2 separate regions of the Oryctolagus cuniculus genome follow, and region 2 is linked to region 1. The links are chromatin contacts, called in public Micro-C maps. All regions are on one chromosome and are shown on one strand. The core of a region is the stretch at or near the end of the contact, and the rest is flanking DNA. Distances in the headings are between cores, read along the strand shown.

The links. Hi-C and Micro-C count contacts between places; a contact is called where the count stands out from the background.
Region 2: a Micro-C map of ear pinna shows a contact between it and region 1, with 6 times the contacts expected there. The contact joins the promoter of CREB1 here to the promoter of CCNYL1 in region 1. A contact is called at or near these places in 3 of 6 Hi-C or Micro-C datasets (ear pinna, psoas muscle and an unstated tissue).

Annotation. Positions count from the first base shown.
Region 1 is chr3:32,090,625-32,095,859 of mOryCun1.1, reverse strand. It overlaps CCNYL1 (cyclin Y like 1), which reads left to right and starts at 3,136. Exons shown (of 8, transcript XM_051848245.2): 1 at 3,136-3,361. The coding sequence starts at 3,136. LOC138849203 (microtubule cross-linking factor 1-like) reads right to left here. Exons shown (of 4, transcript XM_070071595.1): 3 at 2,046-3,467; 4 at 1-1,948. The coding sequence ends at 2,278.
Region 2 is chr3:32,261,771-32,267,005 of mOryCun1.1, reverse strand. CREB1 (cAMP responsive element binding protein 1) reads left to right here and starts at 2,117. Exons shown (of 8, transcript XM_070070298.1): 1 at 2,117-2,283. LOC127491851 (a long non-coding RNA gene) reads right to left here and starts at 2,097. Exons shown (of 4, transcript XR_011387144.1): 1 at 1,856-2,097.

The DNA of each region.
Region 1 (5,235 bases), core at 1,887-4,386:
TTGAAGTCAAGAGTCTAGAACTCCATCTGGGTAGCTGGATTGGAAGTGGAGGAGCCAGGATTTGAACCAGGAACTCCCATATGGGATGCAGGCATCCTAAGAGGTGGCTTAACCCAGTGATCTATGATGCCCACTGCCATGTGTGACTCTGACTGAGATACACAATGTTACTTTTTAAGCTTTGAGTTGGGATGTTACAAAATGGACTTAGCCTTTAGAAGTACTTCCTACTTCCAACCAGAGAGCTCTATTTCAATGTCACTTAACAGTGTCACAAGCTATCTTCTGCCCCAACCTCATTCCCTTCCTGGATTTTCTCAGGAGAAAGCCACCTCTGTCTACCCAGTTTCCTAAATTAGAACTTTAGCAGCCTTTTTGCCTCCCCCATCCAATCACCACATACTTATTATTCTATCTCTCACATGACTACAAATCCTTTAATTCCACTTCAGTCACAGTCATTGCCTTCAGTTTGAACCCTTGCTCCTTTCCTAGGGGAATATAAAGTCTCTCTCTCTCTCTCTTTTTTTTTGACAGGCAGAGTGGACAGTGAGAGAGAGAGACAGAGAGAAAGGTCTTCCTTTTTTTGCTGTTGGTTCATCCTCTAATGGCTGCCGCGGCCGGCGCACCGCGCTGATCTGGTGGCAGGAGCCAGGTACTTATCCTGGTCTCCCATGGGGTACAGGGCCCAAGGACTTGGGCCATCCTCCACTGCACTCCCTGGCCACAGCAGAGAGCTGGCCTGGAAGAGGGGCAACCGGGACAGAATCTGGCGCCCTGACCGGGACTAGAACCCGGTGTGCCAGCACCCCAAGGTGGAGGATTAGCCTAGTGGGCCATGGTGCCGGCTCTTTCTCCTCTTTTTAAAGAAGTATTTAGAAAGTTGAATTTACAGAAAGAGAGAGAGAGAGATCTTCCATCCACTGGTTCACCTTCAGATGGCTGCAATGGCCAGCGATGGGCCAGGGTGAAACCAGGAGCCAGGAGCCTCAGCTGGGTCTCACACATGGGTGACAAGGGCCCATACACCTTGGCCATCCTCTGTGGCTTTCCCCAGGCCATTAGCAGGGAACTGGATTGGAAGTGGAGCAGCCAAGATACGAACTGGCACACATATGAGATGTCAGGATTGCAGGTGCTGGCATAGCTTTCTTCATCCCCTCTTACTATGCAGAGTAACCTCACCACAAACACACTGGAGAGCCACTCAACTTCAAATTGTTCAGTGCCTCCGGTGTTTCCAGGATAAAATTCAAGCTCTTGGTCCCCCAGCATCTAATTTGGCGCAGACAGCTCTGGGGTTGTATCCCAGATTCAAGCACTGTCCAGCAGTGTGACCTCAGGAGACTGGACTCTCTAAGCCTTTGTTTTCTCATCTGCCTGAACTCACTGAGGACTGGGATTGTTTCACACATGTAGTGCCTGGCACACAGGACTTGAGCAATACTAAATCCAATCGAAGTATTGTCCTGGGAGAAGAAGGAATTGGTGCAGGTGCTAGCATGCCACCTGAGACATCCCCCCACCCCCTGTTGGCTGGCCCAGGTTTTGTCCTGGATGTAATTCCGATTCCAGTTTCCAGCTTGGTGTACACCTGGGAGGCAGTAAGTAGGTGATGGCCCAAGTAGTTGAGTCCCTGCCAGCCACGCTGGAGACCTGAATGGAGCTCTGGGCTCCTGGCCTTGGTCTGGCCCAGCCCTGGCCAGTGAGCCCTGGGGAGTGAGCCAGTAAATGCAAGATCTCTCTCTCTCTCTCTGTCAAATAAAGGAAAATAAGCAAACATTTAAAAAAAATCCTTCCTTTTTAAAGAAAGATCCTACTATGTAACGTCATTTCCTTCCAAGTCCGACTTCTACCTTTACGTTCACCATCAGGAATGGCCTGGCCCCACCCTAAGCGGTCACGTGATCCTGGGAAAGTTACTTCGCGTGTGGGTCTCAACTTCATTCTGTAAAATGGGACGGTTTTTGAGGGTTAAATGAATGTCTCAGTTGGAGGAGCATCGGGCGCATCGTGGCCAAACGTTAACGATTTGTTACCATCACCTTCAGCGAATCAGGCCCGTGGTCCCCCACTGTGGTTCTCGGTTTTGTTCGAGGAAACCTTCGTTGTTGTCAGTGGAAGGCGGCTGTGGGCGGGAGAAACAGGCGAGAACGCGGGGCTGGTGTGGCTCGCGTCCCGGCGCGGGGAGGGAGCAGCGCGGGCCGTTTCCCCGACGAGGAAGTGGAGAGGTGACGTGTCCTCAGGGCTCGCGCAGGACGCGCGGCCACAGCCCTTTCAGGGCCCCCGGTCTCTCCGAATGGTCAGCCGCGGGCGAAAGCCAGCACTTGGGAAGACCGGAGCGCAGCATTTGGTCACAGAAACGGTCGGCAATTCAGGTGCCACCAAGTTTGGTGAGCAAAGGAAAGCCGTCGGACTCGGAGAAACCGAGTTGCTGGCGGAGCAGGCGCTTTCCTCACCGGGGCTTTCTGCAGAGCCCCCCTGCCGAGGGCTGCCTCGACCAACGAACGCCCCCGGCGCTTCCCGCAGGACCGGAAAACTCTGGGCACCGGGCGATGAATGGAACCCGGAGTCCCGGACGCACCTCTCGAGGGGCGGGGCACCGCGCGGGGGCGGGGCATTGTGCGTCACGTGCCTGGACTCCCCGCGGGCGCGTGTAGGGAACTCTGGGCATGATTGGTTCCTCGTAACCAGGTGACCACAGGACGCGTTCCGGTTGGTAGGCGCCAGCCAGAGTGAGTGGCTTTCGGTCGAGAGGCGGCGGCGGAAGAAGGAGGGGCTCCGACCGCGCTCTCTGCCGGCAGTGGCTGCGTCTCTCAGCGCCTGGCGGGTCCCCACCCCTTTTAAATAAGCCGGGCTGGTCGCCGCCCTCGCAGACAAGTCGGCTCGAGGGAGGCGGCGGTGGCGCGGCGGCGGGGGTGCGGCCGAGGCCGGAGCCCTGCCCGGGGCCGGGCGGCAGGGCGGGCGGGCGAGCGGCGGGCGAGGCCGTGTCTCTATGCGCGCCGCAGCCCCGGCATAGCCCGGGGCTGCCGGTGCCGACCGCGCCATTGTTGGGGGAGGGGGCGGCTGCCGAGCGCCGCGGAGTCGGGGGCGAGCGAAGGCGCAGACGGTGGCGGAGAGGAGCGGAGGCGCCCCATGGGGAACACGCTGACCTGTTGCGTGTCCCCCAATGCCAGCCCCAAGTTGGGCCGGCGCGCGGGGCCGGCGGAGCCGGACTACGAGTCCGAGATCTACGAGGCGGCGGCCGGCGACGCGGTGGCTGTGGCGCCGGCACCCGCTGCCGTGGAGCCCACCGAGTTGGATTTCGGAGCCGGCGAGGGCCACCACCTGCAGCACATCAGCGACCGGGAGATGCCCGAAGGTGAGGAGGAGGAGGCGGGCGCACTCTGGCCTCCGCCGCCCCCCGGGTCCCTCGGGAGGCGGCCGCCGCCTCGGGTCCTTCCTGCCGGGAGCCGGCTTTCCCTGGGCTGGGCACCGGGGCTGAAGGCTGGCTCAGCTCCGCGTCCCCACCCCTTATTCTTTCTCTGACGATCTGTGCCGTTTGCTTCCCTTGGCCCCACGCGAACGTTCAGTGCTCTGTCCCCAACCCGGCCTGGGACCCTCCTGTGCGCGGCCCTTCCTGTTTGCAGCGTTGTTCATCTTCCCATGGGACCTTATCAAGACTTTTTGGGTACATTCTCTGCCTTTTCGCAAATGAAAATTGAAACACCCGGATTTCGGGGTGTGCATCCCATCTCCGCCCTCGCCCATCCTGATGGTGCCTAAGGGAAGGAGCCAGGTAAGGACCGAGGTTCCTGCCACGCACCCGTTGGAGTAGTGGATACCCCGCACAGTTCACACATTTAAATTCAGGCTAGATGTTGCTTCCGGTGTCTGCCTGGTGTTAAGTGGACTGTTTGCTGCCCCCATCCCCCGCCCCGTCGAAGCTGCCGAGTTCCTTCCAACTATCATTTGAACAGGAAAATATTATGAAGGGCTTAAAATAACTGTGAAAGGTGTGAAGCGCTACTGCCAGGACTGCGGGAAAGTGTGTGTGTGTGTGTGTGTGTGTGTGTGTGTGTGTGTGTGTGTGTTTTAAATCCGAGCAGTTTAGGCATGGAGTTCAGATTGCTTAAAAATTCCCGTTTTGACGGAAATCTGTGTGCAGCCCTCCTCCGATGACTTAACCGACTTCACGTACCTCGTCTGTTCTGGAGGAGAGGGTGGGGAGGTGTGGGAGTGGTTCCTCAGTGCTGCTCCAAAGTTTCACACGAGACAAATGCCCATCGAGAACTCTTGACTTGTTAAGGTCTGGGAACTAAAATGCCAGCCCCCGGCCGCGGTAGTGTTTGGTTCCCTGGCTCCCTCCCCTCCCTTCCCCCCACTTCCTAGACTCCGAGCCGAGTTCTTTACTGAGAATGCTGAGGGGGCTGGGCGGGGGAGGGAGAAGAGAGGAGGAACCACGTGTGTGTATGTAAAAACTTGGGCTCTTTTGGAAAGCTTTGAATCTAGGTAAAAATAATTCTGGCCAACACGGTGGTCCTGAATGACTGAGTGCTTTGAAGTAGAAAACATTGTAACGTATTTAAGCCCAGGTTGGCCCGTTTGTTTCATTTAAATGTCAGGGATGATTTCATTTCCAGGAGGAAAGATCTTAAAGGTCTTGTAATTTAACTTTCGTTGGGCTCTTAAGTTATTTAAAAATGAGAAAGATTAAGGCTCATGATGGATATTCCTGTGTAACTGGGAAGTACTCAGTTTTCAGCAGACTCAAAAATTGTGAAGGAATGAACAAAGGTATCATGTGAATTAATTGTACCTTTAAACACAGTGCATGTAAGTACTTGTGAAAACAGCACTCTACTGGGTGGTGCAAGGTAAGCCCCCAAGTGATTTTACAAACCAGGTAGTAGATGGGTAGTGATGGATTACAGCCCAAAATAAGATCTTTATAGACTTCTTTTGAGATTTACGGTGTATTTTCATGTGCATCTCATTTAACCCTTCCAAATACAAATAAGGCCTGTGCGTGATCTCCCAGTGTTGCTAACAAATGAATGAAGATCTGAAATGACTAAGCAGCTCCTGGATGGAAGAACTAAGGATTTCCCTGCTGATGCAGACTGACATGGCTGTGGTAGATAGGCCAAATTCAGTTCTTCAGAAACTTTAAGAACTTTTCAGGATGCATGTCATATGTCACCTGCAAAGTAGGTCTATCTCTTAGAACATTCCTGCTCTATTAAGAAATTTTTT
Region 2 (5,235 bases), core at 868-3,367, 170 kb before region 1:
AGAGACTGTGGTAGGGACAGAGAGAGAAAAACACGTTGGAGTGCAGAGAGCTAGGCAGTTGGAGAGGGTGTGGAGGAAGACAAGTCCAGATAATAGAACTCACACTGTGTGGTAGCCAAAGGGTAGACCATTCAAGGACCCAAAGCAAGGTAGCAACTTAACCAGAACTGTCTTTTAAAAGATTACTGTAGTGGGGACGGTGCTGTGGCACAGTGGGTTAACGCCGTGGCCTTAAGCGCCAGCATCTCACATGGGCGCCGGTTCGAGACTTGGCTGCTCCACTTCTGATCCAGCTCTCTGCTATGGCCTGGGAAAGCAGTAGAAGATGGCCCAAGCCCCTGGGCCCCCGCACCCATGTAGGAGACCCTGAAGAAGCTCCTGGCTCCTGGCTTCAGATTGGTCCAGCTCCAGCCATTGCGGCCATCTGGGGAGTGAACCAGCGAATGCAAGATCTCTCTCTCTGCCTCTCCTTCTCTCTCTCTCTGTAACTCTTTCAAATAAATAAATAAATCTTAAAAAAATAAAAAATTACTGTGGTGTCAGTGCAGCAAATGGACTGGATTGAGGCAAGGGCAATTTCTGAGGTCCTGGATGGGGCTTATCATGAGCCATCAAGCAAGAGATGAAGGCAGCTTAGACTAGAGGTAGGAAGGAAACAGAGTTCACAATTCACTTTTTCAGGAAGCAGACAAGTCTAAGTGACTCTGATCTGTTAGAGATCCGTAAAGTTTCTGGCTTGAACTGAGCAGATGGAGAGAATGCACTTTACTGAGCCAAGGCTATGGGAAAAAAGGTTTTGGAAGGAATATGATACTACGAGTACAGGTTGACATTCCTCAGTCATCCAAATGAACTGCAGCAAAGGCAGTTGGAAATAACGTGTCCACGTTCGAGAGGAAGGCTTTGGCTTGAGTTTTAGGATCAGACAGGTCTTTGACAGAGGACACCTGAGGCCCTGGAAGAGTATGAGACAGCCTTACAAAGCACAGGAGGGGCACTCAAAAGCGGCCCAGGGAGCCCATTACACGAGTGGGGGTAAAGCAAGGACAGGAGGCTGCGACTGCCCACGAGCTAACAGGTGGAGTCGCTGAAAAGGCGTTTACCATGGGTAGAAATAAGCATGGTTAAAATATTGGTGCAGAGATGGCAGGAAGGAAAGCCTGCAAACAACTAACGGAAAGGGGATGGCCAGCAACAGGAAGGAGAACTCTCTTCCTAGCAGAAGTCAGTGGGTAGCAGGGCCAGGTCTACTCCAGAAAGACAAGTCGGCTTCAAGGGACACGACTTCACCCAGGGAGAGGCCTGCAGGAGCGGAGAGGAGACTCGGTGGTTGGCCTTGGGCGACCTGGGGGAGCAGTGCCAGCAGCCTGGAGGCCACGGAAGTCACAGTGTCAGCCTTAGGGTGGGGGTGGGTGCGCAAACCACTGCGGCAGAAAGGCGGCGAAAAGAGAATGAGGCACAGGATGTCGCCCCAAGAAGGGCGGGCAGGTGGGGTGGGGCCGAATTTCGAGCGCCGAGGAGGAGCAACCTCGCTCCGACCGAACCCCAAGACGGGCTGCCCACGTCGCAGGGCTCAACCGCGAATTCCGGAGCCCCTGCCTTCCGGACAAAGAACGACCCCGCTCGCGGCCGCTGGGCAGCCCGCGCCACCAAGGCCCTGCGACGCCCCCCGCGGCCTGCTCGAGCGCCAGCGCCCAAGCCAGGCCCCGGGCCTGCGGGTGCCGGCCGAGGCGCGGTGGCCCTCGCTCCCCTGCCCGGTGGCCGCCGCACCCACACCGTCCCCGCCGTGTTTGAAAGTTCCCGGGCCGGCGGCGCGCGGGGGCTCACCGTGGCCGCCCTAGAGCCCGCCGCTTACCGCCTCGGGGTAGGCCTGCGGGGGGTTTCCAGCCAGTCACCTAGAACCCTTGGGAATTCCCCCACCGGGTCACACACCAACCCCGCTTCCTCCTGCAAATTTCCGCCGCGGGGTTTCAGCGCCCCGAACGCCACGCCGGGGTAGAGAGCGCTCCTCCCCGCACGGGTCTCAGCCCTCGCCGCCCGGCCCCTTCCCCGCTGAGCCCCGCTCCGCCTGGCGCGAAGGAGCCCGAAGGCCTTCGGCAAGTTCCGCCTCCAACGCGGGGGCGGGGCCGCTCGAGCCGCTCCGGGCCGCGCTCGGCTGTTTCCGTGCGCAGCCGCTGCGCACTCGGCACTGGGCGGCGCTGGCTGGCTCCCTGGCTGCGGCTCCTCAGTCGGCGGCGGCTGCTGCTGCCTGTGGCCCGGGCGGCTGGGAGAAGCGGAGTGTTGGTGAGTGACGCGGCGGAGGTGTAGTTTGACGCGGTGTGTTACGTGGGGGAGAGAATAAAACTCCAGCGAGATCCGGGCCGCGAACGAAAGCAGTGACGGAGGAGCTTGTACCACCGGTAAGAGGAGCAGGAGGAGGAGGCAGGAGCCGGAGAGAGCCGGGGGGACGGAGGGGGGACGGGGAGGCGCCGGACACCCGCGCTCGGGGCCTTCCCCTCGCAGGAGGGGCCGCGGTAAAGATGGAGCCTCCGCCCGAGCCCCACAACATCGCCGCCGCTCGCAGCGAACAAAGAATAATGGCGGCGGACTGGAGCCAGCGGCGGCCGGGGCGGCAGCGACTCTGCCTGCAGCCAGCGGCGGCGCTCATGGCGGGGGGCGGCGGGCGGGCAGCGGGGTGGGAGCCGGCGGCCGGGGTGTGTGTGCGGGCGGGCGGGCGAGCGAGCGGGCGGGCGGGCGGGCGGCCTCGGCGAGCTGGCGCCCGCGTTCCCGCCGCCGCCGCCGGGCCGGGCGCGGAGCCGGGAGCCGGGAGCCGCCCCGGGGGAGGCCGCCCGCCCGGCCCGGCGCTGCCCCCCGCGCCGCCCGCTCGCTCGCTCGCTCGCCCGCCGGCCGGCCCCCGCCGCCCGCCTCGCCCCCGGCCCGGCCCGGCCCGACTCGGCCCGGCGGGGCAGCCGCGGCCGGGGAGCCCGTGGGGGGTGGAGAAGGAAGAAGAAGGCGACGGTCGAGGGCAGAGGAGGTGAAGGTGCCTGCCGCCTTCCCGGTAGCCTCCGAGCCCGGCGTGCCCGCTTCGCGCGGGCAAGAGCCGCAGCGTCTGATCCGCTCTCCCCTCCACGCTCTTTTGTGCAATAAAGTTCGAACCCCAAGCTTTCTTCTCGTGCTGTATTTTTCTTGGTGCCCTTTTCCGCCCCCCGCTCCCGCAACGTTGGGGAAAGGCTGTCTTCTGCCCTTTTGCCGCTCAATTGAGATGATGAGAGGTCGTGCTTTTTTTAGGGAATTTTTGACTCTTTCCCTTACTGCCCCCTCCCCCCCGCTTCTTTTTTTAAAAGTCAGTAGCCATGGAAATGCATTCTTTTTGGAAGGAACGGGGTGCTAAGAAAAACATTTGTAATAACTTTAAGAAAAAAAAAAGAAACCTGTTGGGATCTTGTAAAAGGGAAGCTGGTGTTTGAAACAGTTTCGGTTTTAACCCTTTTCAGTTAGGTAGTAACCAGTTGAGGTCTAACATTCTGAAACACTTCGTTGAAACGAGCATTCGCAGACGTACTTTTGTTTTGCATCACTTTGAGGGGGGTGCACACATGTCAGCTGGGTGAGTCACCTGGGTCTCTCCTCACCCCCTACCAAGTTTCCCACGGATCTCTTTATAAACTTTAATGAGAAATGGATGTCCTAACAGTGCTAAAAGTAGACATTAACAGTATCCATGATCTGTCTTGCATACAGTGGGGAACCCCATTCTGTAATTTAAGCCACAAAACTTACTTTTCTTCGTCTTTTGAGAAAAGGGACAGCAGTAAAGTCACTGACACAAGGTTAAAACACCACATTTTTAAAGGACGTGCAGTATGACCTACTTAGATTTGTCGCTCCTTACCGAGTTTCACTCTAGCCTTAGCTTGCCCTTAGGTCTGTCTTCTGAAGGTTTAGTGTAAGATCCTTTTCGGTAGCTGCCTATTGACAACTTGTACTTTTAAGCATTTCCTGATTTAAAAGTGAAGCCCCAAACGGTCGTTTTAGATGGTGAGAGAGATGAACAGATAATTTGTTCTAAAAATACTCACCTGTCACTGTGTGATTGAATTGTGATTGATACATGCAAGGCTTCTTCTGGTTTAGGGGTAAATCCTGACCGGCGGGAGCAGCATTCTCTTCTGACTTTCCTGTATCTAAGTCAGTTTTCTTGTAGTTGTGTTGCTAGTCTTTAAAAGACCACATTGGCAATTTGTCATTGCTGAGAAACTTGAGAAGATGCAAATAAAGGGAATTTCCTTTTTTATTTCCAAACACTGAAGAAGTTATTGGTGGTGGTAGATTACTGTTTTTTCCTTAATAAATTTTTCCTGCAAACCAGTTAGATTTTTTTTCTGAGTTTTTTAAAAAGTTTCTAGTGCATTCCTTCTTCAGTCTTATCCAAAAGGTCTTTAAAATTTATAGATTCATAATTTTTGAATATTAGCAAATCCAAGTGAGATTTCTCAAACTTTTATAGTCATTAATATTTGAACATTCACCAGGAACATGGCATGAAATTAAACCTCTGTGCTGTCCTAGGTTCAGTAAAAATTACAGCTGGGTCTACTTAAATTTTTTTTTTTTAGTGGACACTTGCATTTAGAAAGCTAATGAATTCTTTGTGACATAATTTTCCTGAAGAGTGTTCTTTTGGAACTTAAAACTCTATAATGTTACTACTTTTGAACGACTTTTCCTCACATAACAGCCTGAAAAAAAACTTAACCCATTATGTCCCATTGCACTGTGTAAAGAACAACTCTAAATACTTAAATTGAATAACAAATATATCACTAGTGGTAACTTTGAGATAAATGTTAAGTCATTGAAATATTCACAGAAAATGGAAACTTGGGGCTTAAAGCCTGATTCATGAAATGGTACCTTTTTCTTTTTGAAACTAATTAGATGTGATTAGTGGATAATTTGTTTTCTTCAAAAAGAAATGGCTTTATTTTGTCTCATTCTAAGTTATTTGGTTTTGTTTCTGTACAGCATGTTATAATGAAACCAGCTGTTCCATTTCACATCATTTAAGTATTTTCCCCACAGTGCAGAAAATTATTTACATGTAACTTAATGCTTATAGTGTGTCACTAGAATTTATAATTTCATTTATTCCATAAATATCAGATTTGGCTACATAAACTTGTTTTTAGGCAACCTAACCTGTAACATAGTCTTGGAAAATTCTTGATGTGCTGTGTGCCAATGGTGGATTATTTA